Linked DNA regions of Rattus norvegicus: region 1 is linked to region 2. A link is a contact called in public Hi-C data. All regions are on one chromosome and are shown on one strand. Each heading gives the region's core, a stretch centred on a gene start, on an enhancer-like site or on the middle of the called end of the contact. The rest is flanking DNA. Distances are from core to core; before and after follow the strand shown. Region 1 has its middle 27 kb from the start of Larp1bl. Region 2 holds the start of Larp1b (La ribonucleoprotein 1B).

Region 1 (2,700 bases), core at 124-2,623, 99 kb before region 2:
GCTGTGGCCAGGAGACAGCATTTCTGGCCCTTACTTGCAGCAGCCGACTCTGATGGAAAACCAAGTTTTGACGGAACCATAACTCCCCTGCTAATTCTTCTTCCTCAAAACACCTTTGCTGTGACCATTTGAGCCAGTACTACATCAGCTCGGCATGATTTAGGCATTAACAGTTCAAACCCAGTCAAGACGGGAGAACACAGTGCTTCAGAAACAGCCATTAAAACTGTTTCCAGGACACTGGTATTTCAAAGTGAAGGTGCTGCCCACATAGCACAGCAAGTTTGCATTTTATGGAATCTTTAAGCATTAAGAAGACTCGAGAAAAGTGTGTGATGCATGCTTCCCTCAGGCTAACACTCAGGAAGTGGAGTCAGGAGGATCAGAAGTTCAGGCTCCTCTCTGCTAATAGTAAGTTCAAGGCCAATCTAGGCTGCATGAGTCCCTAACTCAAAAGGGGAAAGACAACTTTTATAGGGCTGGAGAGATGGCTCAGTGGTTGAGAGCACTGACTGCTCTTCCAGAGGTCATGAGTTCAATTCCCAGCAACCACATGCTGGCTCTCCAATAGTGGGATCCAATGCCCTCTTCTGGTGTGGCTGACAGCTACAGTGTACTCAGATAAGTATAATAAATTGTCTTTTTTAAAAGAATTTTTTACTACTAGCGAACTACAGAGTATATGAATGACTTCACCTGGGCCTCTTAAAGTCTATACTATAATTTTGAACATTAACACCAGTAAAGCTTACTAAAATATACAATGGGAATGAAGCAGGCTGGGGCTGGTCATGACTTAGGGTGTCTGTTAAATCAGTTTCAGCCTAAGTAGAGGAAAAGGCGGGTAATAAAACTGATTTACAGAAGATAGGAAACCAGCTACTGTTAAAGTTGTTATAAAAGCTATAGAAGAACTCCTGGGGCAAATTCTTAAACGTGAACAAAAACACGAGTTCTGTAAAGCAGGAAAAGTTCAGCTTAGAATGTGTGGTGCCCCTGCTGGATGGGAGGGACCACGGCAAGACAGTCTCATGTCCAGTTCCTGGAGGGTCATCTGCCAGGCATGGAGTGTGGCAGTGTTTCCAATTCATAACCCCGTACCTACACTTCCTGGAACTCACCCTAGTCAGCTGTTCAGTCCTGTTTCTGATAAGCAGGTGAACCTGCCACAAACAAGGCTGGAAAAACAGTCCTAAGTTATCCGCAGGCAAGCACAGTACAAAGGACAGGAGCTTTAAGTATACTGATTACACAGAACACTTAAAGGGACATTTGTAACTTCCTAGAGGGATCGTGCCTTGGCCAGTCAGAGCTGTCTTGGCAGCTGTTTACATGGGGCTCCTCATCTCAGGCGCTGTGTCAATTTCTCTGCTCGGGTTCTGGCAACACCCCGAGATAAGCAGGACTTTGTGACTGAAGGAGCCTGAACTCCACAGACAGCAGTTTCACAGTCGCAGCTGCTAATTTCTTACCTTAAACCCACAGGAGTCTGCTAATTTATGTGGATCATTCTCCTCAAAGCTCATGCCTTAGATTATACTTAGTGATAGGTAATTGCAAACCAATTTGGACGTTAAACATTACGGGACTGAGATAGCTACGTTATAATAAAAATCAAATATCTTTTCAAACACCATGGGTGTGGTGCCTTGGTAGGTCGGGGGCGGGCCGTGGCTATGCTGAAGCACAGAGTGGTTGGATTCAAGTTCAGCATATACTGTACAATGAGGTCCTGTCTCAGACAAAACAAAACACCCACCTTGAAAAACAGATTGCTTCATAGCCTCAGAATCACCTGGAAAAATACAAAAGCAATGGCATTCTGGCTTAGAATTCGCTGCAGTAATAGGTGTTGTTAGAAAGCATTCTATTAGCCAAACTCTTCCTTCATTGGCCAAGAGAAAAATATTATTGGAAGCAGGGCTGGGGATGTAGAGAGATTTAGAGTACTTGCTTAGAAAGAGAGGCTTGGCTCAATCCTTGGTAACATATTTTAAAGAATGGCAAACAGTAAAAGGATATAGATGATTTTTTAAGTATTTTATTCTTACTACTGTGCACATGTGTGCAGGTGACCACAGAAGCCAAAGCTGGAGATTTAGGTAATCATGAAATGCTGATGTGCGGTCTGAGGGGCTCAAACTCTGTTATCTGTAAGGGCAGCTACACACACAACCCATCATTTCTGCAGCCCAACATGGTTCTTAATTAAGCTTGGAACAAATTCTTTATACCTTATTAAGGCCAGAAAAACATTACTTCTGAATAGTTTGGTATAAATATGGTCATTTTGGGTTTGTATTTTCTAGGAAAATGGGGGTTCTATTCTTTTCTAACCATAACGTCCCCAAGGACTTATCTAAGTCTGCATCAGAAGCCACTAATCAGACAAAATACAGTCTAACCAATGAGCACCCAGTCTTGTTTTCCTGCTTCAGGGTTCCTAGCCTGCCTATCTGCCCAGCTGTGTGGTAACTTGTTTGTTATAAGAGAATGCTCTACTGGGATCCCAGGCAGGACCTCTTTACCAGTGATTTAACTACATAGTTTATGTTGGCCACACATGTAAACGAAAATTTAGTGTTTCCCTTCCAATAATGAAACAGCTCAGTCTAATTTACTAGTAACAGGGAAATGTATGGATATTAGTAATTCAAGTCTTTGATATAATTCTATAACACCACAAGATGGAGTAAGAGT
Region 2 (2,700 bases), core at 146-2,645:
TCTGAACTGCAGTTGTTGCAACCCAAATAAAGCCCCAAGGGCTGTATTGCATTGGTCAGCATTCGAGCGCAATGGCACAGCCCAATTTCTAACGCGCAGGCAGGCTACCGTGGGACCAGCTGTGCAATCCAGACTCCCAGTCAACTGTCCTATCTCAGGCATTCTGAAACACAACCGAAAAACACCTAATACCAGCTGCCTTCAGAGCCACATCTACCTGGCAGCTTTTTGAGACTTTCGTTTCACCAACTTTACCTCAGGAGCGAGCCCGATCGCGCTTCCACTTACTCACACGCAGGCTCGTCCCGACTCGCTTCCACTCTGTGGCAAGTTCGCGGAAACTTTTCCACAGTATTCACCGCGTCCAGGACGCCGACACGTGAAGGCACGAGCCCAACACGGCCGCGCTGCCCAGTCACCCACGCCGTGCCCCTACCCGTCAAGGAGAACCTGAGGTCCCACCTCTTCCTGTCGCTCCCTCTCCCACATGTCCATTTATGTAAATCGGCACAGTGAATGACACCTAGGAACCAAACACCTCCCGCGGATCGCACTCACCGGCCTCCGGGGAGTCCTGAGCGGGCGGCGGCACGCCGGTGCCCACCGGGGACAGGTGCTGAGGCAGCTTCTTGGTCCACGGGTTCCCCTTTGGCAGCGGCGGCGGCTTGTCCTCGAGGCCGGCTGCCGCTGGGTCCTCACGGACGTCCTCCGGTGGGTCCCGAGGTGCTGGCGGCGGCGGCGGTGGCGGCGGCGGTGGTGGTGGCGGCGGCGGCGGCGGGGCCTCCCCGCCGAAGGGACCCCCGGGCGCACGCGCCTTGTGCGCCAGGTGCAGCGCCAGCGGCCTCACGGGCACGGCCGCTTGCGGCACGCTGTGTCCCAGCACGAGCGCCGGCGACGGCTCTCCCCGCGCCCCCGCGCTGGTGGCGGCCGCGGCCCGCTCCTCCCTCGCCTCTTTGCCCTCCCGCTCGCCGGGCGCCGGCTGCTCCGCCCGCCGGCTCGCCGCTGCCAACAGCGCGTCCCGGTCTCCGGCCACGGCGGGCGGGTCCTCCCGGGGGGCAGCGGCGGGCACCGGGGCGCGAGCGGACATGGCCGGCCCCTGGCCCCAGCCTCCTGCCCAGCCTGGGGCCGTCCGGGTCCAGGGAGCCCGGCCGCCCCTCTCTCCACACGGGGGCACCGACCCGCTTCGGTCCTGGGACGCGGAACCTGCCCGCCGAGGCGTGCAGCGCCCGGCGTGCCCGTCCTCCCCGCCCGCCGAGCGGAGCGCTAACCGCCCGCCGCCCGGCCTCGTCGCAGCGCACGGCTGGAGCTCGCCACACGCGCCGGGCGCGCCCGAGCCGCGAGCCCTCAGCGGGCGCGGGCGACGACGCGGCGCTCCAGCCAGTCTGAAGGATCTCTGGCGAGCCGCGGAGGCGCGCGCGGCCTTAGCCGGTAACTGCCCCAGAGGGCGGGGCGTGCAGAGGGCGAGGCAGTCGGGGGCGGGGCGTGCAGAGGGCGAGGAAGGCAACTGGGCGGGGCGTGCGGAGGGCGAGGAGGGCCAATGGGCGGGGTGGTCAAATAGGCGGGGCGTTTATAGGCCGAGGCGGGCCGATGGGCTGGGCGTGCGGAGGCGGAGGCGTCCAAGAGGCGGGGCGCGCAGAGGGCGAGGCGGGCCAATGGGCGGGGCGTGATAAAGGCAAGACAGCCAAGAGAATCAGCGTTCGGTAGGCGAGGTGCCCAAGGACCAGGGCGAGGGCCAGTCAGGGTGAGGGGCGGGGCGGGTAGAGGACGAGGCAGGGTAGGGGGCGGGCACCCTGGAGAGTGACATGCCTACTCACTGGCATCCCTAAACGCTGCGGGCGACCGCGGCCTGAGGAGTCTTCGCGAGTGCGGCGGGCGTGGTTTGATGAGGGCCCCGCCCTAGCGGCCAGCGAGGTTGAACCTGCACTCTTGGGGAGCACCCGACATCTGTGACCCAGGGACAAGGAGGACTCTCCTCCGGAACCGGGAGGATTAGAAAGCCCATATTGCGCTTCAGGTTCTTCAGGAGGGTGGGTCCTTAGGACCCGGGAAAAGTTTTCCGCTAACGCTGTGGACTCCGTAGGCACTCCTGATCCGCAGCCAAGTTCAGGTGAAGACTCAGCCGCGACATTAAGTGACATTAAGTGACAAGTGCACTTACTTGTCCGTCCTGATTCTAACCCACAGACAACGAAATGCTTGAGTTCTCTTGAGTAAAGCAAACACTTAACATTTCGCCACCTTTTTCATTTTTCACTTTTTCAATGACTTTTGATGTTTTCAAACTAGATGTTCGGTAGCACAAGTTGACCTCGATCTCGAGGTTGGCCGTGAGCTTTCTTTTCCCCTTGCTTTTGAGACAGCGTACTACTATAGTCCAGGCTGCCCTGGAAGCCATCGACTTAGACCAGTCTGGTTCTGAACTCAAAGGAATGCACCTGCCTCAGCCTTTTAAATGTTGGGATGACTACAGGCGTGAGTACTAGGCACCAGGCAGTCTTGAACTTTTTTTAAAGAATTCTTTTAGAGTTCCTAGGGCTGGTATTAAAGCTTAAGGACCACACCCAGTAGGCTTTGTACATTCAGTCTCTCCGTCTAGATGTCTTTTTTTAGATCTGCCTGCCTCTGCCTCCCAAATGCTGTGATTAAAGAAGTGCACTGCCTCACCCAGCATGAATTATTCTATTTTTAATTACAGGAATG

Evidence for each region. Hi-C and Micro-C count contacts between places; a contact is called where the count stands out from the background.
Region 1: a Hi-C map of liver shows a contact between it and region 2, with 5 times the contacts expected there. The contact joins the enhancer-like site here to the promoter of Larp1b in region 2. A contact is called at or near these places in 4 of 12 Hi-C or Micro-C datasets (Schwann cells, hepatocytes and liver).

The regions. Positions count from the first base shown.
Region 1 is chr2:125,961,499-125,964,198 of GRCr8, reverse strand. No RefSeq gene overlaps it. Among named protein-coding and RNA genes, the nearest start is that of Larp1bl, 27 kb to the right of the region's middle. Within about 2 kb of position 1,373, at least 2 of the 93 cell types and tissues checked have an H3K27ac peak or open chromatin away from gene starts, as enhancers often do. A contact at or near this core is called in liver, where this site is marked.
Region 2 is chr2:125,862,692-125,865,391 of GRCr8, reverse strand. It overlaps Larp1b (La ribonucleoprotein 1B), which reads right to left and starts at 1,395. Exons shown (of 10, transcript NM_001415051.1): 1 at 559-1,395. The coding sequence starts at 1,087.